4 separate regions of the Mus musculus genome follow, and all the other regions are linked to region 1. Evidence: chromatin contacts called from public HiCAR-type and promoter capture Hi-C data. All regions are on one chromosome and are shown on one strand. Each heading gives the region's core, a stretch centred on a gene start, on an enhancer-like site or on the middle of the called end of the contact. The rest is flanking DNA. Distances are from core to core; before and after follow the strand shown.

Evidence for each region. Promoter capture Hi-C pulls out the DNA fragments that hold promoters and counts their contacts. HiCAR-type assays count read pairs that join an accessible place to other places.
Region 2: a contact with region 1 is called in a promoter capture Hi-C map of embryonic stem cells, with 5 times the contacts expected there. The contact joins the promoter of Tpd52l1 here to the promoter of Rspo3 in region 1. A contact is called at or near these places in 4 of 39 promoter capture datasets (the C10 cell line, cranial neural crest, embryonic stem cells and 1 more), 1 of 115 datasets of contacts at active chromatin or transcription factors (stem cell-derived neural progenitor cells) and 1 of 9 other capture datasets (liver).
Region 3: a HiCAR-type map of astrocytes shows a contact between it and region 1, with 4 times the contacts expected there. The contact joins the promoter of Hey2 here to the promoter of Rspo3 in region 1. A contact is called at or near these places in 14 of 39 promoter capture datasets (the 3T3-L1 cell line, the C10 cell line, the HPC-7 cell line and 8 more), 2 of 484 Hi-C or Micro-C datasets (both in embryonic stem cells), 8 of 115 datasets of contacts at active chromatin or transcription factors (astrocytes, embryonic forebrain, embryonic midbrain and 4 more) and 1 of 9 other capture datasets (embryonic stem cells).
Region 4: a contact with region 1 is called in a promoter capture Hi-C map of embryonic stem cells, with 7 times the contacts expected there. The contact joins the promoter of Hddc2 here to the promoter of Rspo3 in region 1. A contact is called at or near these places in 15 of 39 promoter capture datasets (the 3T3-L1 cell line, 3T3-L1-derived adipocytes, the C10 cell line and 9 more), 4 of 15 datasets of contacts at CTCF or cohesin (embryonic stem cells, large pre-B cells, pro-B cells and 1 more), 19 of 484 Hi-C or Micro-C datasets (the G1E-ER4 cell line, the MNK3 cell line, the N1E-115 cell line and 15 more), 9 of 115 datasets of contacts at active chromatin or transcription factors (astrocytes, embryonic forebrain, embryonic limb bud and 5 more) and 1 of 9 other capture datasets (embryonic stem cells).

What each region holds. Positions count from the first base shown.
Region 1 is chr10:29,534,439-29,537,138 of GRCm38.p6, reverse strand. Rspo3 (R-spondin 3) reads left to right here and starts at 1,272. Exons shown (of 5, transcript NM_028351.3): 1 at 1,272-1,907. The coding sequence starts at 1,811.
Region 2 is chr10:31,444,562-31,447,261 of GRCm38.p6, reverse strand. It overlaps Tpd52l1 (tumor protein D52-like 1), which reads left to right and starts at 1,304. Exons shown (of 8, transcript NM_001359364.1): 1 at 1,304-1,550. The coding sequence starts at 1,532.
Region 3 is chr10:30,841,359-30,844,058 of GRCm38.p6, reverse strand. Hey2 (hairy/enhancer-of-split related with YRPW motif 2) reads left to right here and starts at 1,276. Exons shown (of 5, transcript NM_013904.1): 1 at 1,276-1,493. The coding sequence starts at 1,411.
Region 4 is chr10:31,311,956-31,314,655 of GRCm38.p6, reverse strand. It overlaps Hddc2 (HD domain containing 2), which reads right to left and starts at 1,251. Exons shown (of 6, transcript NM_027168.2): 1 at 1,173-1,251; 2 at 20-141. The coding sequence starts at 1,241.

The DNA.
Region 1 (2,700 bases), core at 23-2,522:
AATCCTTCAGAATACTCATCAGCACCCTTAGGACAGGTTTACATTAAAAATGCTTTGAGGCTTGTGACCTCCAACAAAACAATTCAGTAACTATAAGTGTCTGTGCTACAGAAGAAGAGGTAGGATGCCCAACAGCGGAAGTCATCCCAGGGCCTGGTCTTTTCCCTGGTAGTGGTTTAACCTGAGAACCTGATTCTCTCTCTCTCTCTCTCTCTCTCTCTCTCTCTCTCTCTCTCTCTACTGCCAAGAGCCCTCTACTCCCACTCCCCTTGCTCTGGAAACAGAAGCAAGAAATGGAAATGGACCTTTACTCATTATCACCAAATGGAGACAATCTTTCCACATAGTATTCTCAGTCCCCCAGATGAGAAACCAGAATGTACAACAGATCCTCTCAACAGCATAAGAAGATGAGAGAGAGAGAGAGAGAGAGAGAGAGAGAGAGAGAGAGAGAGAGAGATTAACACTCTTTAACAGTGACTACTTAGGGAAGTGCCTGAGGGAGGGGGGATCTTGCAGAGCAAAGGCTGGGCTTGGAAGAAAGCCACAGTACAATTGCTTTTCCATCCAGGTTACCCAGAGAGCTCACACCTCTGGGTCCTCCCCTTAGGATCAGGTAAAGCACCTTCAAGTTGAAGGGTAAACTCCCACCTAAGCCCCTTGAGACCACACAACACAACCACAGCTACTTTCCCTGGAAAAAGGGGGGGGAGGGAGTTGGGGGGGAGGGGAGGGTTAAAGCAACAGAGAGACACTGAGAAAGGCTAAGAGTTGAGAGGGCATCTGTATCCAGAAATCCCAAGAAATTAGGAACAAGAGAGTCGAGTGGTGAACTTCCCAAGAGCAGTTGCTGGAGTGAGGCAGGGTCTCTGAAGAACTGAAGGACATGGCCACTACTATGTGGTTAGATCTGCCAGAGGCCAAGGACAACAGAAGCATTGGGTCTGGGGTATTTGGTACAGCTGGGACAGAAACCACCAAACCCCAGTGCGCCCACCTTGCCGGGTTCAAATTGTCCCTCCCCCAACCCTGCTCCCGTTCTCCCGCCGTCTTTGCTGAGTCCAGAGATGCTCCGCCACAGACCCGGGACCCCTTAGGCGCCTCTTCCCGTCCATCTGCCAAATCGCAACGCCTGTACTTTTCCAGCTCCCTCTTTCCCTCTTGAAATTGAAAGTTATTGAGGTCGCTCCGGGTTGTTGCTCCTCCCCGTCCCCGAGCTCCCCCCGCCCCCCGCAGCCATCCCGTCTCCCCCTCCCTCCTCCTCCTTCCCTATGGGGTGCTCCTAGCCCGGCCCAACACTGGAGCGGCTCCTGCTCAGAACGCCAGAAGCAGCTCGGGTCTCTCCAGCGCCCCTTGACCATGGCTGCGGTACCCACGGCGTCCGCTTCCCTGCGCTCCCGGGGTCCCTGCCACAGCCGCAGCCGCTGCAGCCTCTGAGCCCCAGGGGCCACTGCTCGCCTGGATTCCGCCCGCAGCCGCCGCTGCTGTGCAACCGAGGCTAACCTGCGGCCAGCCAGGAGGCTCCTGCAACCTTCGCTCGCGGCGATGACAGCCACCCCAGAGCAGCCGGCTGTGTTCGGACAATTTGAGAATGCAATTGTTGGTTTCCCGGTCCACCCGTCCCGCTTCGCTTGCCATCACAGCACGCCTGTTGGATCTCAGTGGAGAAGTCCCGCTGCTCTGGTTTTTCTACTCTTCGTATAGACTCGCCTAACACCTACATACATATTTTTCTTTAAAAAAAAACATTAAATATAACTAACAGTGAAAAGAAAAAGGAGAGAAAAAAGGGAAACATTACAGGGTTACTATGCACTTGCGACTGATTTCTTGTTTTTTTATCATTTTGAACTTTATGGAATACATTGGCAGCCAAAACGCCTCCCGAGGAAGGCGCCAGCGAAGAAGTAAGTTTGGGGTTTTCTTTTTTTTTGGGGGGGGGAGTGGGAGAGGAGGGGGTATTGTTGTTGTTTGTTTTTGTTGTTGTTGTTTTGGTTTTGCTTTGCGTTATGTCTTTGCTCCCTTCCACCACATTCACCTGTCAGCTGGTTTTGCCTGCCCAGACCCAGCTGCTGGAGGAAACAGTCTTTTCAACCTACACCCTATGCCTCCCACAGGAGATAGCAACTCGGGGCACTGGCTCTTCTACTCCAGTACACAAACCAGTACTGGAGTCGGTGCACCCGGTGCTAGTCTGCCCCCCCCCCCCCCCCCCCCCCCCTGTAAATCAGGATCTGGAAATCTTTCTTTCTTTCCTAGATTCGCTGTAGGGATTTGTGCTTTCCTTTGAGGCTCCGACGGAGGCCTAGAGCCCCAGGCAGTTGGGTCTCCCTGCCTTTGGGTTGTTTGATAATGGCAGGCAAGGAGACTGGGATCATCCCAAATTCCCGCCTGGCTCCGGGAACCTTGGCTGCCCCTCCCCCTAGGTTGTTTTATGGTAGTCTAGTCAATCAACCTGGGGCGGGCCCAAGGGACAGTGAGCAAGCTCCCGCGCTGCAGCTTCCCACGAAGCGCACGAGTGGAGTGGCGCTGAGGCGCCAGGGCTTCCACGACTGTCTGCTGAGTTGCCCCATGTCCCATCCTCTGGGGTTGGAAGTCAGAGGAACTCCAGAGGTTCCGAACTTCAGTCACTTTCACGCCTTGCCTGTCCCCACGTGAATGCTCTGGCCACCTCAGACTCTTTAAAGGGGGTCCCCTGAG
Region 2 (2,700 bases), core at 55-2,554, 1.9 Mb before region 1:
TCTAGGATTAAGACGACCAGAAAACCTGAATAGACTCTAAAAGTGATTTCATCATCCAGTAGCCACTTTGTACCTGCCTGGTAACTTTCACTAAAAGTCATTATAGGGTAAATGTCATGAAATTGATTACATACCTATGAGATCTTCAACACAAAACTGAGAAAAACAAACAGACAAACCACCCAACCCAAACCACTGGCATGCTCGTGTGCATGCCACAAAACCACCAGTATTCTTTCTTTCAAGGGAAAGGACACCCATTTTTGTATTTTATCCTGTAACTTTGAGAGTAACTTGGGTGTGGTAAAAATACGACTTTTTGATTGATTAATCACTATCTTTCCTGAGTGTAAATCTACTTGAGGCTCTTTGGCAGAAATTACAGGAGATTTAATATAATAAACACCTTCAATCTCACCAGACTCCCCCATCTATTTTATAGAGAAAGAGAATGACACCCTTTCACGCAAAATTGCAAATTATGTAACACCAAGCATAAGAAAATGCTAGACTGTTTCATGAAGTTTGTGAGACGCTGAGGAAAAGGAAGTACGTAGAGACTGGTGGGGGTGACGTGTGAGCGCCCATTCATACTGTTAGCTTTCCAGTTACACCAGCAGACAAGCCTTGACACAGGACTGAAGTTTTAGTCTTCTCTGAAAAGGACTCCTACACCAATCTAGTGACACAGCCTACAGGCTCGGGATAACAAGACACATGTCCTATTAATGTGTCTTAGGCTCCATGTTCCTTTGTCACTTTTCACTCGGATTTGCTTGTAACACCAAACTCAGTTTTTCTTCTGCCTGTTGGAGTAAACAAAAATCTCAAAATATTGCAGCCCCTACCCCCCACGCCAGCACTGCCCAGTTTCGTTTCAAACTAGATTCATGCCCAACACCCTAAGTGCAATATAGTGTGATGAACTTTATAGAAGAAGTATACACATTACATAACCTTAATAAACTGTGTTTTTGTCCGAGCACTGTATGCTCAATGTTAAATGAGCCAATTACATTAAGTAAGGGTTCTATAAATGGGCATATAACAAAGTTATATAATGGTCAGTTGACAAAAAGAATATGGTACTGGGGCGCCCAGGAACCTAACCTGACTGTCTCCACCAGGACCAATGGCTCAGCATTGTACCCCTGCGCTCCCTACCTCCTTCCTGCCAAGGCATTTGTGTCTTGTGGGCTTCTGGGCTATGGTGTTGGTTGTCTGCGCGTTTGTGTGCTGGAGGGGAAGCCTCCCACTGGGTGCGCAGAGCGGCCGGCAGGTGGCGCCCGACCTGGCGTTCTCGGTTGCGCTGTGTAGCCTAGGTGGATTGGAAGGGGCGGAGGTAACCAGCAGCGGCCAGTGGTGGCCGCCGCCAGTACCCCGCCCCCTCCACGAATGCTCGCGACACGCGCGCCGGGAGAGGGCACGGGCGGCGGGGCTAGCTGTCTTCCGAGCTCGGGAATCGCTACCATCTGCTGCTCTGCGAGGAGTCCGCGTGTTCTCCGCGGTGCTCAGCTCCAAACCGGCCACCATGGAGGCGCAGGCACAAGGTGGGTGGTCGCCGGTCGCCCCCGAGGTCTGGTCCTCAGATGTACAGAGAGACTATTTTCCTTCAGTACCTAACTTTACTCCGGGACAGACAGGGACATCCTACGCAGACGGAACTCTGCGCCTACGCGCGCCTTCGGGATCCTTTGCTTGACTCAGATTTTGCGGTGGGGCTGGGGACCAGGGAAGGGCTGAGGACTGAAAACAGAGTAGCGGGTCTGCAGGGATTGTGTCCTTGTCTGCACTATCCCTTCCAGCAGTCAGTGGGCCATACTTCCTCGTCCTGGAAGGTGTTCAAAGGACCTGTTGTTCAGGCTCCGGATGTCTGCGCTGTTCTTCCCGGGGAGGCGTGGGGAGAGCCGGATCTTCTGGACTCCGGCCTTGGGGCTCACCTCTTGCAGTTCACAAATGCGGGCGGGGGTGACGCGGACCCGAGAGGTGGTGGTTTTGTGGAGACTCAGTGTCCCTGCTATTCGAGGGCTGCAGCGTGGGAGGATTGGCCTTCAAAGGCAAGAGAGCTTCACATTTCCCCCCAACCCCCAACCCCGCCCCCGACATCCAGATTGATAACCCTATCCCAGTTTTTCGTGTTCTTAGAAGAGTCGCTTTCCCACCCCACCCCACCTCACCCCCCACCCCAGCCGCACCCAGTGCCTGCCTTAATTGAGGGTTGGTCACCTGCTCTCCGTGCTCAGGGTGTTCGCTGGAGGAATCCAGAGAACTCTAGGATCATTCAAAATAAGAGTAAAGGGATCTTAGAAAGGATCAGAGATTGCCTTTATTATTATTATTATTATTATTATTATTATTATTATTATTATTATTATACCTAAGTTCACTGTAGCTGACTTCAGACACACCAGAAGAAGGTGTCAGATCTCATTATGGATGGTTGTGAGCCACCATGTGGTTGCTGGGATTTGAACTCAGGACCTTCGGAAGAGCAGTCAGTTTAGAGCAGGCCCTTTACCTGCCGAGCCATCTCATCAGCCCAGAGATGGTCTTATGTGGAGTGAGGGACAGGGAGGACGAAAGCTCTCGGAAATTCACTTTGGAAGCAGCACTCAGAAGGAATGGTTTGCATTAATGCCATCATGACCACCTTTCCTCGCACTGAGGAATTTTGTGGTGCCCTTTTAAATACATAATGCT
Region 3 (2,700 bases), core at 27-2,526, 1.3 Mb before region 1:
TCTCGGTGATTGATGGATGTCTTCTTTTCTCAAAGGCCTTTTTCCACCAAGCACAAAGAGCACCATGTGGAGTCTCTAGACCTCCACTAACCCACCCAGCGCTACAGCGCCAGATGGTCTAGCTCACGCCAGACTCCCCGAGACTGTCTTGCTCACTTCCTGAGCGCGCGGAAAAGTCGGCAGAGCCTGCTAAAAAATCCCCACAGTATGCAGAGAGAGACAGAGACTTAAAAACGGAGTCTGAACACCACACCTGGAGTTTACACAATCCATGCTGTACGTGCACTAAGAACTAGCGATCTGGGCAAACTTTACAAAACAAATACAGTGTACAAGTAAATACAAATCCTCTCCCCGGATGCTAAAGAACTCCGTGGCTGCACACACCGGAGAAACTGGAGGGATGACTGGGACATTTAATTTGGATAATCCAAATCCGAGAACTTTGAACTCGAAAACCTACTCAGATTTGTGTCCTACAATCCCTCTTCCCATCAGTAGGAAGACCACTCAAGCCTGCCATTTACCGAGATAGTTACACCCCCTCCCTCCAGTTTCTGTGTCCAGAGATACAAAGGAAGTAACCAGAGGTGACTAATCCAACAATGCACGGGGACAACCTCCTGCAGTTAGGCACCTGGACCGGTGAGCGGGCGTCCTTTATCTGACCACAACCTAGAGGCTGGGGAGCTGGCAGGGTGAAAAAAAAAAAAAAAAAACTTTGACTTAAAGCTTTCAAAATCCCCTGAGGGTCAACATGACCGCTCCGGTCAGCCACTCAGCAGCTTGATCCAGAAGAGGGACAGCCCAGAGGGGTGGGTCGCCGAGCCTAGCACTCCCACCCTAGACGTCACACACGCTCACTCGCACTCAGCCACGCGCTAGCGGTTATTCTTTAAACCGAGGGTAGAAACTCGGCGGGAGAGATCACGGCTTGCAGGTGATGGCCCAAAACCCAGGAGCCCTCGCCCGACACGCCCGCCCCATGCGCTCTCGCGCCTGCGCCCGCTCCCGCCGCCGGCGGTCAACCCCAGCGCTCCACTCCCGGCTCCCAGGTGCGCGGTGGCATTCCCACGCCTCTGCCAACGCCTCTCGGCAGCCATTGGCCAGCGCGGGTCCGCCCCTCCATATTAACCAATAGAAAGCCACACCGTCCCAGGGAGGCGGGGCCTGGAGAGTGGCCAGGGCGGGCACACGAAGAAGCGGAGGGGCCCCGCCCGCGCTGGGGGGCGTGGCCAGTACCGGGTCTTGCGCCCTGGCTGGGCTGCAGCGTGGGAAAGAACCTCCAGGAGCCGACCGCGCCGCCGAGGGAGCGGCGCCTGCAGAAGCCGGGCAGGGAGGGAGGGAGGAAGCCCGCGGGGAGCGCGCTGCGTTCCGCTAGGCGACAGTAGCTGCTCCTCCTTCGTCGCGATGAAGCGCCCTTGTGAGGAAACGACCTCCGAAAGCGACCTGGACGAGACCATCGACGTGGGGAGCGAGAACAATTACCCTGGGTGAGCGCGGAAAAGCGGGAGGGTGTCCGGGGAGCTTCGGGTGGAGAGGAGACCGTTTTCCCCGGGAAGCGGGTGCTAGAGTCGGGTGGGGCGAGAGATGGAGTTCACACTAGGCGTGGGAGCGACTGGAAGGGAGCTGGACTGGAGCGTGCAGGAGATGGCGAGGGAGGGTCCAGGGCTGTCAGCACAGGACACGCATACTGGCACGTCCGGGCGACGCCCCCGGTACTGGAACTGTATTTAGGGACAGTTCCAAAATAGGTCAGGAGAAAAGAAAAACAACTGGATTTCTGTTTTGAGAGAAACTGGGATCGCGACTTGAGTTTTTGAGGAGGTAAAGCATCTGAGCTAAACAGGCTGAGCTGCGCAGGTCGACAGAGGGTGATCTGGCTGACCCACCCATGAGTGACAGATATAAGGAGCAGATGAGACAGCATTGCTTTGCCTGCTTGTCCTTTAGTCTCCAGGAGATCAAGGTTCTGATCACAGAAGACAGACCTCCTGTTTCCTGTGACAGCAAGATTACCCAACCATTTTAGAGGCGGGGGGGGGTCAAATGATAATTGCTTCTAATTGGCTTGCCCAGAAGCACCTTATTTATTTATTTGCAGCTGTCACTCAAAGAGTGAAATCCTTCCCGCATATAGAAAACTGGATTTATTTCACGGGCTTATTTTAAGACGTAGAAATCAAAGCCGGAAAAATAGCTAAAGCAAAAACGATGCTTATGAGACAGTTTACCAACTCTCTCATTGTTAAAGTATTAAAAAAAAAAATGAAACCGTAGGCTGTCACTAGAAGGGGTGAGGAAGGAGTCAGTTGATTTCGAATTAAGACCCAGAAGTGAGCCGAAGGGGTGGTAATAGAACTTCTCAAAACTAGAGAGGACCTGGAGAGTTTAAGACACTAAAGAAGCATAGTACCTGTGAATTTCAAAGTGACAGAAAGTCCTAGGAGAGTATACATTAATGGACCAACTACACCACCAAATAATCACTTGATTGAACCTTGCAGTCTAAAAATACCTTTTAGTAAACTCAAGGTGAATTGCAGCTTCTCGAGATATCAGCTTGGTTTTAAGGCTGGTGGCACAGTTTCATTTTCAAAGTTAAAGCATGAAAAGTGCAAAAACTAAATTTCAACTTTCCACCCAATGATATGGTTAGGATATTCTTTTAGAGGATCAATATGCAAAACTTACAATCTG
Region 4 (2,700 bases), core at 2-2,501, 1.8 Mb before region 1:
CAATGTTCAAATAACTTACCTATCCTTGTTAAGACGGTCATCTCTGGTCACCATGGCCATAACTGCCATCCGGTACATGTGATCTGACACGCTTTCTGGCTTTTCGACATTTCTGTATACCCAGCCAGTCCGTGGAACTCTCTAATAAATAAGATAAGGAATTAAACAAAACACTATCCCTGGGAACAACAACAAAAAATGACAGGTGCTCTTCAAGAAAATGCCAGAGAATGGCCACAGAGCCACATGTCAGCTGAGTCGTGGTTTCAAACCTATTTTTTTAAAAATGTTTCATTTAAACTAATCATATCGATAAAAATCTGAAATCTCACTAGTGAGTGGACAATTCACAAATATACAAAAATGTTCAAAAGTATACAAAAGTCCAATAGTCTTTACTCTGTGCTAGTGAAGTATAACTATGGGATAATACACAAAAAGTTTTTAGACATAAAAGCAAAACTGGTGGTACGCCTGGTGGTACACGCCTGGAATCTAAGAACTCAACAGGTGAAGACCCAAGTTCCAGGCTGCCAGCCTGTGCTGTTCATCTGTGGTGTAGTTAGGAAAAATGCAAAGCAAAGCCCCAGTATTATTCCTAACTATGAGAGTAGTAGGTTTGTGCCGTCCAAAAACTCATTTCATACAATAATAGAATATTTTGTACATGCAACATGTGACAGACTCTCCAATTCTAACTCAGATGGCTTGGAGGAGTTTCCATGGCAGTCAAGCCTTTCACTACTTCTCAACCTGTGTAAGTCTGCATTTTCTCTGGGAGTTCTATGCATCTAACGAATTTCACAAATAGTCGCAGTGTTACAGAACAGCTCATCTTGGAACAAAGGGGGCTCTGCACAAGCTCTGCCAAGCAAGGGCTGGTGCACGCTGAAACCGATTTACTGAAACCAACAGTTCCGGAAGTCACGGTGATAGAGGAAGGTTTCCACAGCCTACGTGCAGGGGTTTCGGCTCCTGCCTTCCGCTGCCGCTCCGCAGCATCGCCATGGCCTGGGTTGTGGCCGCGCTGGGCATGGAGCGTGCACGAGTCCCCGGTCCAGCCTCGGCTGCGTACCCGCCAGCAACGCCGGGCTGAGCGAGGGAGGTTGCGTGAGGTCGGTGCCTGAGCTGGGCCGCACCGCCTCCCGGCCAAGCCGATCCCACCCGCTCACCTTGAGCTGCCCAACTAGACGCAGAAAACGCAACAGCCCGGCTCCAGAGCCGGACGAGGCCAAAGCCATGCTGAAGTGCATAAGAGCTGGGCGGTGTCAACCTCAAGCCCCTCCCCATTCCCCTTCAGCTCCTCCCCGCCCTCCTTCAGCTCCTCCCCGCCCTCCTTCAGCTCCTCCCCGCCCTTCTTCAGCTCCTCCCCGCCCTCCTTCAGCTCCTCCCCGCCCTCCTTCAGCTCCTCCCCGCCCTCCTTCAGCTCCTCCCCACCCTTTGGCTCCTCCTCACAGCCCCACTTCCTCCTTTGGTAGAGCACTTTCTCTGTACTAAGGTCTGTGCTCAGACTTTGGATGGTCTCTGCCCAAGTAACCATCAACTTTCACAGGAATCGCAGCTTGACGCTAAGGGCAGAAAGGCCTAAGGAGGATGAAGCTGGATAATGCCTGCAAACCTTGCTTCTTAGAAGCCCAGTGTCTGATTGGCAGGAAGAGCTAGCTATAAGAAGCTTCGCTTAACCAGTTTAACAAAGGCACTGGGCAAGCCTGTGAAGGGAGGCAATGCTTGGCAGACATACCAGGAAACTTTGGAGGAAGCAGGAAATGGGCTAGTAAGAGGAAGCCCATGGTGAAACCACAAGCATCCATTCTGCCAGGAAACTGATCAGGATCTTCCAGGACTACCTGACTAGTTTCCATTGACAATTTGATGGTACAAACTTTTAAATGCAGTTAATGGATATGGACAAATTCAAGCAGAGGGAGTCGAGGATATGAATAAGATTCAAGAAGAAAGAGAAATAAAAAGGAATTCCAATTTTATTTGTAACAAAGTAGGTTTATTTATTTACAGGGCCCTAAAAGGTGATGGTTCTAATGAACCATTGTCTGTTCTCGTTTCTCACTACTTGATATACCTACCACCTCTTCCATATGAGCCCGAATACTATACCGGGAACTATACTAGAAAATGTATAGTCATCATAGCATAATGTTGGTATAGAATGTTGCTCAGTAGATTCTACAGAACCCTGAGGCAGCATCCATGAGCAGCATCCAGGATTCTAAAGTCAGCTCTACAGAAGAAATGAAAAGTTGGCAGTATAGTGTAGCTGTGCATGAGGTCCCAAGTGCTCTCCAGCACTGAAGTAGCATCCATGAGCAGCATCCAGGATTCTAAAGTCAGCTCTACAGAAGAAATGAAAAGTTGGCAGTGTAGTGTAGCTGTGCATGAGGTCCCAAGTGCTCTCCAGCACTGAAGTAGGTGAGTGGTTTGTGTTATCTATAAAGCACAAGCTTCAAATGCCAGCACCACCAGGCTGCCTTGCTATGCTAAGGTCCTAGGTGTAGAAAGCCCTATTCCTGGTTTTATATATAGTCCCTATCTGCTTTCTCCCTATAAATCATACTGTTAGTCACTCTAATCAGAGTGTTTGAATCAGGTGTTATCGCAGTAAAAATGCCTGTGAAAGTGGCTTTTTAGAGTATAAAACTTTCTGGAAATCATAAATAGGACTTTATGGAAGTAGAATATCTT